Linked DNA regions of Rattus norvegicus: regions 2 and 3 are each linked to region 1. A link is a contact called in public Hi-C data. All regions are on one chromosome and are shown on one strand. Each heading gives the region's core, a stretch centred on a gene start, on an enhancer-like site or on the middle of the called end of the contact. The rest is flanking DNA. Distances are from core to core; before and after follow the strand shown.

The links. A called contact is a pair of places that touch in the nucleus more often than the background predicts.
Region 2: a Hi-C map of liver shows a contact between it and region 1, with 2.4 times the contacts expected there. The contact joins two enhancer-like sites. A contact is called at or near these places in 3 of 12 Hi-C or Micro-C datasets (kidney and liver).
Region 3: a Hi-C map of liver shows a contact between it and region 1, with 2.5 times the contacts expected there. The contact joins two enhancer-like sites. A contact is called at or near these places in 8 of 12 Hi-C or Micro-C datasets (the A7r5 cell line, frontal cortex, hepatocytes and 4 more).

What each region holds. Positions count from the first base shown.
Region 1 is chr3:73,965,908-73,969,668 of GRCr8, reverse strand. No RefSeq gene overlaps it. Among named protein-coding and RNA genes, the nearest start is that of Cers6, 71 kb to the left of the region's middle. Within about 2 kb of position 2,133, at least 6 of the 93 cell types and tissues checked have an H3K27ac peak or open chromatin away from gene starts, as enhancers often do. A contact at or near this core is called in liver, where this site is marked.
Region 2 is chr3:74,151,330-74,154,742 of GRCr8, reverse strand. The region is part of intron 3 of Cers6 (ceramide synthase 6); the gene reads right to left. Among named protein-coding and RNA genes, the nearest start is that of Cers6, 110 kb to the right of the region's middle. Within about 2 kb of position 1,327, at least 2 of the 93 cell types and tissues checked have an H3K27ac peak or open chromatin away from gene starts, as enhancers often do. A contact at or near this core is called in liver, where this site is marked.
Region 3 is chr3:74,218,918-74,222,791 of GRCr8, reverse strand. The region is part of intron 6 of Cers6 (ceramide synthase 6); the gene reads right to left. Among named protein-coding and RNA genes, the nearest start is that of Nostrin, 92 kb to the left of the region's middle. Within about 2 kb of position 2,106, at least 12 of the 93 cell types and tissues checked have an H3K27ac peak or open chromatin away from gene starts, as enhancers often do. A contact at or near this core is called in liver, where this site is marked.

The DNA of each region.
Region 1 (3,761 bases), core at 884-3,383:
ATAAATAATAAATAATAAATAAATAATAAATAAATAAATAAAAACAAAAGCTAAAAATATCAACTAATTCTATGCAAAGCTGATATAGGCTTAGATATTTTACAAAGTTAAGATGGTCTCCAGTTGCTAAGTTGTAATCTCATCTCTCTCCTCCACTCCAGCAGTTTCTTTTTCTTTTTTTGTGAAAAAAAGCCATTAAAATGAGAAATGGAGAGATTAAGCTAAATTTCAGACAATGGTAGTAGTAACAACAACAACAACCCTTCTGTTCACAAGCCCATAAGACAAGAATGGCTTCTGTCTCATCTTGTTAATGGAGTGCACACACTGTCATCCTCCTAGTACTGGATCCTATTAAACCACACTCTTCTTTTTGCTTTCAGAGAAACAACTCGGTGTGAGCACACTGTAATAATAGAAACATGAAAACAGCCCCATTTGCTAACATCAAAAGGCCTGGACTGATGAACTCAAACATCAGAAAGTAGGTTAATTTTTTTTTTTTATTCTCCTTGAGAGAGAGTGGGAGGTGAAGCAAATGGGGTGGACCAGTTAAGAAGCTGAGGGTTTGAAAACTGTGTCCTATGATACAAGGGAAAAACGGAGAAGCAATGTTCCACAGATAAGACCCACTCGAAATACGGGGATATAATAATGGAACCACTACAGTAAAGAACTCCTCTCTCAAGTTGTAGCACTTCACTGGGGACTTCCTGCAGCCACGGCATGCCTATTAGTTTCTCATTGGAGCAGCTGCGCTCAGTCTTTTTGGACTACAGCTCTTCCTGGATGACATTTAAATATGCAACCTTCCCACAGGAATGGCCAGATGTCAACAAGTTCAAAACATTTCATGTGTGTGCAGAAGTGAAACACCGGGGTGATTTGTAACGGTGAGTGGAGCTAAAGGTAGTTAGAGAAAGACTAGGCCGCCATTCCCAACACCTTCAGCTAGCACCACATCCTTTCTTCCGTCCAGGAAGGCTATGGGGTTAGATAGAAAATTTAGGGGAGGGCTGAAAAGATGGCTCAGCGGTTAAGAGCACTGACCGCTCTTCCAGAGGTCCTGAGTTCAAATCTCAGCAACCACATGGTGGCTCACAACCATCTGTAATGAGATCTGATGCCCTCTTCTGGTGTGTCTGAAGACAGCTACAGTGTACTCACATACATTAAATACATAAATAAAAAAAAAAAAGAAAGTTTAGGGGAGAGGCTTTGAATCCATTCTTTTATTCTTATTATTAATTAAAATATTTGCCTTAGCTGGGAAGTGGTGGCACACACCTTCAATCTCATCACTCAGGAGGCAGAAGCAGGCAGATCTTTTAGAGTTCAAGGCCAGCCTGATCTAGAGTGAGTTCCAGGAGAGCCAGAGCTACACAGATAGAAACTCTGTCTCAAAACAACAGCAACAACAACAGAACAACAGCAACAGAAACAAACCTAAAACCCTAAAGCAAAAAAAAAAAAAAAAAAATGCCAGTGGGACTTCTCGTTCCTATCAGTTATGGATGTGCCATTGAATAAATAGTAGGAAGGAGGGGGAAGAGAGAGGTGTTTTATAGGAAACAGAAACTGGGAAGCAAAGCAAGAGTGATAGGAGAACTTGAAAGCATGTGTCCTGCTACAGAACCTCTTGGCTTCCTTACTTAGTGGCTGCAGTTGGGAGACAAGGCGAGCAACTGACTTTATCCTTTGCCCAAAGTCCCAGGTCTGGGGTGCAAGGCCAGAGGACAGTCTAAGGTGAAGCAACAGATCCCAGGACTTCTTATGGGCATGAAGAAACTAGAAAAGAGGTCTCCTTTTTTTTTTTTAATGAGACTGGGATTATCTTGTCATCTAGGCCGGCCTCCCCTTTAGGGTCTCCCCCACCCCTCACTCCCTCGTGTCAGGGTTCCAGGTGCTTTTGATAGCCAGTCTAAGGCCCTAAAACACTTTCCTGGACTCACTGAGAAAACTGTTCTCACTTACTGTCTGATTACCAAATACCTTCACTTGTAAACATGTCCATTTCCTAAAAGTTCACTGTTTCAAAGGAGAGCATCTGTTTCGAAAGACTTTTCATATTGCAATCTGTAACAGCACAAACTATTAAGTAATTCGGTAGGAATTTCAACATTAGGAAAGGGCTGTGTGTCACAGTTATGCCAGGAAACAGCACATTCATGGACTTGATCGTTGTGGGTTAGTAAGGAGACTCTTATTGACAAAAGAATGAGTTCAAGAGAACCAGGCGATAAAGTCCCTGCTATTAGTACTGCTGGGACTGCTAATACCAGGTCCTCTTAATCCCTGGTCCTGCAGGGGTCGGTGTGTGTGAAATATTATGTGGCCTCTCCCAGGGAGACATGAACAAACCTTTATTCATTCCACATAAGACACCAAAGACAGACCAAACAGTTCCACCCAAATCCACTTTGGTGAAGCAAGGGGTTTATTGGGGTTCCTTACAGAAGCATCCAGAAGGGGTTTCCATATGAAATGAATGACTTCAAGGCAGAGGCATCACTGGAAAGCCTGCCCAGCTGGTATGAGTGACCACCCAGGGAAGCTGTAACTCAAAAGTTCTCAGGCTGATTTGCAGCAAATCCACAGGGATGCATCCCCTCCCCCGGCCCTGCCCTGATTTTATAACCTTAGACTGGGGGCCCTGTGAGTCTTTAATGGTCTGAGATTCTTCAGTCTTGTGATTCTCCCTCCTCCCTCCAGGAGGGAATGTTTCAATTCAGAGAAAATAGCAATACAACAGCAGTGGGGAGCTATGAAGTTTGGTGAGTGGTGAGTGGCAGGAGCTGGGGCTGAAGGGAGAGAGAGCAGACACCAGGCAAGCACAGTTAGGCCAGGAGGTTTGCAGGAGATGGCTGAACTTGAGATTCGGTTGTTTGTGGGGCTCCCACAAGTCCAGAAGCCAGAGGGAACAGGAAGAGGAGAGTGAAGGACTTGGAGACCAGAGCAAGGTGGAAAATGGAAAACACAGTCGAGATAGGATAAGGGGCGAATGAGCTGCCCAGAGCACTTCTGCAGAGCTCACCCTACATACCCTCCTTCCCCTTTCATCCCTCTGTGATCATTGGCAACAGTTAAAAAAGGAGAATTGAAAAACTATACTTTCTGAACATCACAGTACTCACCATTTTGATTTGGGGTGATTTCCTTTACTGGTGGGTAAGCAGACCACGCCCCTGGATGTTAATAGCCATAAGAGGCAATCAATCTACATAGTCTGAATAAATGTTGAATCCTTCCCTGACCGCAAATATGATCTGGACATAAGTCTATCTTATAATTCGGTTTCTGCAGACAAAAGGCCACGGAGATTAACAAATTGTTCCCAGGCTTCCCCTCCACTTTAATTGCACGAGGACCCATAATCTGCTGGACTCAAGAGCTACGCTTCCCACTTACATAGGGCTGGCAGTCTTTGCTCATCAGCTCTGAAGAGGCTTGAAGTGAAGCTCCAAATGGCAAAGAATAGCAGCTTGAAAATTAACAAGTCCCCAAAGGTTTCGTCTCGCTGTAAGAGTAAAATGATTTATTCTGGCATTTTGACAATCTGTACAGATGGCTCAGGGAGACGCTTGGGAGCAAGACTTTTACCTCTCCAGGACTTGTGGCTCTCCTCGAGTTATTCACGATGCCGGAGGGAGCCTAGCACTCTTCAGGTGCTGTAATCCTGCCCTGGCAGCCCTCACACAAATCCCTAAAGTTTATTACGTAGTTAACTCGTGTTTTTGTTAGCACGATGTTTATTTGGATAC
Region 2 (3,413 bases), core at 78-2,577, 190 kb before region 1:
TAGTACAGAGGGTCTTGTTGCTGTTGCTATCTTTCTTTTTACTTTTTTTTTTTTTCTGTGAAATTCTGGGTGGGAAAAGACATCCACCTGCTCTGTCAGCTGGCACGGATATTTTTATGCACCTTTGTGAAGTAGAGTACATCCAGCCAATTTGCCTCGTTGAATCATAGGATGTGGGCTGATGTGTAACCAGTGCTGGGTGGTGGGGACGGTGAGGCATCTGACAGAGGGACTGCAATCTCCTCAGCGACCGTTCTGTGTTTGTCTGGAAGTTAATGTACACTAACCCACAGAGTATGATGCCAACAGACACACTGAAGGTATTTTGTACAATATCAGCAGAGATGGGTGGTAGTTAACTGCCCAATGCTATACAAAGTAGAAAGTGGATATAACAGCTATTCATATGTGAGTATTACAAAGCCACTAGATCAATTTAATTTAATACCAAGAGTTAGTAAGTACAAGCCATTCAGCTAGATGCCACAAACCTTGGACAGATGACTTTTAGATGAATTCCCATTTACAGGCAAGATGAAATAGACACACAAATGACCACAACTCTGGATCACTTGTCAGGTAGATGAGATCATGCTGCCTCAGGGGTTCTAGGGAACCTCACGTCAGACGGTAGGACAAAGTTTTTCCTACTTCTGGAGAGGTATGCGAGGGCTCTGGAGCAACCCTGAAACAATCTTGAAGCCCTTTCCTTTGCTCTGAGAAAGGTATAACAATTTCCCAATTCTAATTGAGAATGAGAAGGTGGTGAGTTCACCCGGGGCTGGGCAGGCACTGTGTCATCTATAATATTTATGGTGTTTATGGTGAGGTGGCACAGAGGGTGTCTTAGTTAAGGTTTTTATTGCTGAGATTAAATACTGTGACCAAAATCAACTTGGGGAGGAAAGGGTTTATTTTATCTCACAGCTTATGAATCAATCATCCAGAGAACTCAGGCCAGGAACTCTAGGCTGAATCAAAGGCCACGAAAGAGTGCTGCCGTACTGTGCCATGGTTTGCTTAGCTTGCCTTCTTACTCGCTCCAGAACCACCTGCCAGGCATGAAGCAACCCACAATGGGCTGGGACTTTCTACAGCAATCACTGACCAAGAAATGCATGATGGATTTGCCTACAGGCAAATGTCATTTAAGCATTTTCTCAATTCAGAGCCCTTCTTCCCAAATGACTCTACCTTGTGTCAACTCAACATAAAACTAGCCAAGAAAGGGAGGATGCTTAAATGTGCAGGATTTTGTGTACAGGTTACACTGGACACAGTAGCTCAAGGTCATAAGCTCTGATGCATACCTACAACAAGGCAAAACCATTTGGGCTCTGCCAGGTAGTACAGGCTTCTCCCGGGTGAAGTTGAGTACAGAGCTCATTCGAGTCCTGCATTTTTTTTTCTTTTCTTTTTTTGGAGCTGGGGACCGAACCCAGGGCCTTGGGCTTGCTAGGCAAGTGCTCTACCACTGAGCTAAATCCCCAACCCCGAGTCCTGCATTTTTTTTTTATAAATATCTGAAAAATCCAACTAGTAGAGATGAAAAACTTTGAAAGCTAACTTGCCTATAAAAATGCTTATGTCCTGAACCACACTACTTATTAAAACATTCCTAACAACTAAACTCTTGTTAAATTAATTTATAAGGAAGATAAAACTGTTTTTTGAGGATAACGGACACCTGGAGAGAAAGAGGGAAAAAGTTGTGTCCCTTCACAATGCCAAATTCTTGAGGCTTTAAGATACTCTTGAGCCTTAAGAAGGTTCTTAAGGAAAGCTTAAGATACAACACCTTGTCTCTATGGCAGATCAAAACTTACGCTATAGAAGCACTGGTTAGGTAGTTTCCTTCATTCAAAACCCCTTTAATGGAAGGACCACTCTCTTCACTTCCCCAAGAAAATCAAAGTTCATATGAAGTACCCAAATACATCTGATGCTCTTTTTAAGGTGCCAAGTTTAGGGCTGGACTGTAGTGGTGTAGTGTTTTCCTCTGACGTCCTAGGTTCTGGGTTCGATACCCTATTCCCCCCTCCTCCCAGGGCTCTGCTCTCCTAGCCTCCTAGAAAGTTCATGTCTATGTATAACCAGCTGTACCTCCTGCTTGTAGGGATCGACTGACAGATCAGTGACACTAATGAACGTACGCATCAATCAGGCACCAGACAGAGTAGTCTCTGTTCCTGAAAGGTACAGAGGGTCCTCAACACAAGTCTTCAAGCACCCGAAAGTCTTTACATAGGCTTCAAACAGTGCACCGATATCAAAGGAGCATCAACAAGCTAGCTCTTCTCGGAAGTATCTTCCGAAAACAATGTTTCTTTTTTAATATAAAAAGATACACTTTAGGCAGGGACAGTCACTAACCTGTGTACTGTCAGAAATCACTCAAGACAAAATGATAAACTCCAGAACGTCACAGTTGAATTCATTCTGGAAATGATTATTTCTAAATACAGTGACATTTTCTCTGTTCTTAACTGTTTCCAACTACACTCTCGTTTTTAGGGAAGCATAAAAGCTTCAGAAGGAAAATATAGAAAGGCCAAGAATTTATTGCCCTTCCGTATAAAGCAGTGACTCACAGGGAGCATCCTCAGGTTACCAACTCTTACACCTCACATGTAACTGTCCTCCATGTCCGGGAGAGAACGAGAATGAAGGAAAATGAGAGACAGGCTTGTGTGACTAGAAAATGAGAGAGAAGTGGGGGTGGACCTCCGGGTAGTTCTCTTCCCAAACAAGCAGCCTGGTTCCCATTTTTCTACAGTGTGACTTCTCACCCAATTTGTTCAGTCTCTCAGAGTACCTGTTTCCCTAAGTGTTAAAAAGAAGAAGGGAAGTAGAAAGAAATGCACAGAGAAAGGAGGAAGACTCTCTACTTCCTGATCCTGTACCAGAGAAGTGCCGTGATTTGGAATTTAATAATGCTTACAGAGAAGCCTTGGAAATGACAGAGCTTTACAAATGTCAAGTGCTGCTATTACAACCTGCTCACTTAACTCTCAGTGGCCTCTTCAGGCCCATGTTTCTCTTGTTCCTGAGGCAGCAAAGGATCTCAAGGGAAGTAGATTATCATGGCCTGGTCCCAGCAAAAGCCTTCTATACACATCTCCTTTCCCCGGGCCTAATGGACTCTCTGACAAAAGGTTCAGCCTTTGTGTTAACTGTTCAATGTCATATGAGTGTGGTACTTAATATAACTGTACAAGGAAATTAAGACACGCTGATTAAAGAATATTGCTCTACTGGGGAACACAAGATTGGTAAGAATCTTGCAGAGATGGTCAGGAGTTCTTTCTGTAGTGGCTGAGAAATTAAGAGTTATGTTTTTCATTAATCCTGTAGCTGTGTTTTCCATGATTCTGAGAATGCCAAATATTATTTATAAAGCATTTACATATATG
Region 3 (3,874 bases), core at 857-3,356, 250 kb before region 1:
CTCTGTGTGTGTGTGTGTGTGTGTGTGTGTGTGTGTGTGTATGTGTGTGTGTGTGTGTGTGTGTCAGAAATGGGGTGTAGGCTTGGATCATGACTACATTCCTAAGTAGAAACCTCAGACTGTCAAATGCCTGAGGAAGAGGGTGAGAGGCACTAGGGAGCAGCTTATCATTTTCCACCCATCTGAGCATCGATGGATGTCACCCAGTGAGAGCTTAGCCTTTCAGGAAAGAAGAGGACCACTTGATACAATCTGACTTTGATGTGACTCAAGTCACTCTTATGAAAGACAATGCTCACACACCAGGGTCTCAGGACACCTTTACATTCCTCAAAAGCACTGAAGAGGTAATGCTCAATCTGGCAGACGTGAAGATGTTCAGAAAACACATGCCACTTACTTCGGCTGCTGAGACTATTGAAACAATGGTCCCTAAAATAGAAATGTCCAGGAATCTCATGCTGGCAGAAGAAAAAGGCTGAAGCCTGGTGCCGGCAGAGGAGAGACTAGTCTCCCGGAAAGAGATTTCACACAGTTGAAGGAGAGACGAGCTGAGGCAATAGTGGATCGAGGTGTAGAGCGTACCTTGACCAGAATTGTTTAGCCAAGAGGACCAATATTTGTGGTCCTCTGTTTAAACTAAAATCTCGTGCTAGTACCCTGAAGATAGACTGGGGTGTGTGTGTGTGTGTGTGTGTGTGTGTGTGTGTGTGTGTGTGTGTGTGTATGGTATATGTGAGTTTGTGTGTGTATGGTGTATGTGTGTGTGTGTAAGTTTGTGTGTCTGTGTATCTATGTGAGTTTGTGTGTGTATGGTGTATGTGAGTTTGTGTGTGTATGGTGTGTGTGTATTGTGTATGTGAGTTTGTGTGTGCGTTATGTGTGAGTTTGTGTGTGCATGGTGTATGTGAGAATGTGTATGTGTGTGTGTAAATCTGTGTGTCTGTGTATCTATGTGAGTTTGTGTGTGTGTTTTGTCACTAGATTTCTTCATGGCCACATACATAAACAGATTTCCTTCTACTGTCAAGCCCAGCTTTTACACAGATGTTGGGGATCCAAACTGAGCTCTTCACATTTTTGCAACAAGTATTTTAGCAGCTGAGTCTGCTTCTCACTATCTATGCGTCTCTGTAGCTGGCTTATTGAAGATAGGTGGCCAAGTTTGTCCCATTGGTGCTAGCATGGCACAGGCTCTGAACCTGGTGACAAAGAATTTCCAGGAGGATTTATTCATGTGAGCTCTAGCAGCATTCATCCTAGTAGAGGTAAAAGAGTGAACCCTGCCTTGCTGGTGCAGTAGGAATCAGTTCAGTTTCTGTGCTGCTTATTTATGCTTGGGACATTACCACGGGACAGGTTCTGAGACCTCCTTTCTTAGCTCAGAAAACCAAGAAAGACACAGAAAGGCAAAGTAACCTTCTCTTCAAGGTCACACTGGGGACTGTGCTGGACAGGGAAGGGGTCTCGATACTTTCTCATGATGGTGAATTTAAGGGGTCATTCTTTAGTATAAGATATGTTTTTCTTATTATGCTAAAATGGCCCCCCCCTGTGAATTAATGGTAGCTGCTTTTCAAATGTTCTTCTTTGGGGAAAGGAAAGACGTACTCACATTTGCTTACGCTCTTTTTATGATTACCATGTTGATTTTGATTGATCAGAAATATGTAAATCTATGAACACTAGTTTAGTTTTAGTTCTCGGCTTAGATTTGGTTAAATTTTGATTACTATGTGCCAGGTGTTACTCATTTTTATCCACTGAACATGGTGTTAATTTAGTGTATATTACTTCCAATTCAATCTAGGGTACACTGGGTCCTTACAGGGAATTAAAGATGCATTTCCTTTTACTCTATAGGAAAGGTCTGGGACACGGGTAGGCTCTGTAAGAGAGCTAAAGCCCCACAGTAGTGGACATAAGTGTTTCCACCAAAAGTTACAAGGGAACCAAACATGCCAGTCACCAAGTTTTCCTTGTGCTATATTTCATCACTAAATCTCTCTCTGTCAAGACTATTTGACAAGATGTAGTGCTCCTTCTAGAACAAGAGAAAGCACCAGGCAGATATTACCAGCCAGGGTCTGGAACTGCTCCAAGGAGGCCTGTCTGAACATGAGCAGGGCCCCATTGGCCGAAGGCCCGGGCCTTTGAGCCAAGCAGCAGCAGTGGCTTTAGAAGGGACATGCGGTTTAGACATAAGCAAGCTGTTCTGAATGGAACAGAGTATTTATTAGCTTGTCTTGGAAAATGTAGATGCACAGAAAAATGCTCACTGAGAACAGGTGGCCAAAGCCCAGAATTGGAACACATGGTAAGCCTCGAGGGAACAGAGAGAATGCCTGATAGTTTTGATGGTATCTTAACTATTTTTTTTAAACGAAAGAAAACTATAAGAAAAAAAAAAGTAAGGAAAAATCTTCAGGAAGGCTTACACTTTTTTGTAGCATGTATTTAAATTATAAGTCCACTGGGCTTTCGCCAGGCCCTTCCTTTAATAGCAGTGTCCCCCACTGAGCAGTTAAGTCCCAACTTTGGAAATGAACAAATCATCGTATTCTTTCTCAAACACAGAAGGGATTGGAAGGCTCTCCCCTCGTTTTGAATCTCTAGATTTTTGGTGGAAAAAAATAATGTTGAAAAGGAGGATGAATCTTTGAATATCCTATCATTTTTAAAAGACTGATAAAACGACTCCGTAAAAACGCTGATCTCTAAATCTGAGTGTGACGGCTGGGGCCTGTAATCTTAGCACCCAGGAGGCAGGCTCAGGCGGCATGTCTGAGCCCAACGTGGGCTACAGAATAAAAACTTCCCTGTCTCAAGATAAACAAAAACAACAAAAGGCATGTGATTACAGTGTAGAGAAATGATTTATAAACTGAAAGGAACTCTTGTTTAGCCTTTTTAAGACCCGGCCTTTGTTTGAAATGATCGTTTGGCTTGCTGTGATTTAACAAGGGAACCTGAGTCCTGCTAATTACTTTTAAGGACCTCACACATAGCCAGTTTCCCAAAGCTGCTTTTAGCCTCCACTGCTCACAGGGCTTTAACAGGTCCATTCCAAGATGAGGAAAGGATGATTTCAGACAGCTGAGTTAACACCGCCACATAGAAAGTGGAGAGTGTCTGGCAGCCAGTATATATCATAAATAACCAATGGCTGGAAGAGCAGATCTTCCTGATGGGAGTGGAATGGTAGGGAGCTGCTGGAGACTTATGGGGCCAGTCAGAGAGGCAAAAGGGCAGCCTAGAGCTACAGTGTCTAATGGCAGACAGCAGCGAGAGAATCGGTTCCATATTAACACCTGTGCCAGCTACTAAACAGGTCTGGTGGCGGCCAAATGCCTATTTTGTGTAGAAACCAGAAAAAAACAGCTGTGTCAGAATATACAAAACTACTCTGATCAAATGAAAATAGAGGTGCCAAGCATTGTAATAGCTTTGTGGAAAAAAACCCATAAAGCCAAGTTTTAAACATTGACTATATACTGGCTTAGGCTCAATTCCACAGACTTCCTGGCGAAATGATCATTTTTCTTAAGTGTTCCCTATCTGACGTCTTAACTGTACTAAAAAAAATATAAAGAGCTATATACTTCAATGTTTTAAAGCAACCTGCCCACCAAAGTGGTCAAGATGATGCCTATTTCTCTTACAACAAGGGAGAGTCCCCAAATATACCTGCTTACGAAAAAGACAAATTATATGCACAATAGGAAAACTCAAGTGAGTGGAGGGGCTCAGTGACCTTTTGGAATAGGAACATCTTCTAGGACTAGGCTTTTAGAAACAAAAGACAGTCATTCCCTGCTCAGTTAATGTGGCCACCTGTGGATGGCACTCCAAAATATCAGCAGGCAAAGGAAGA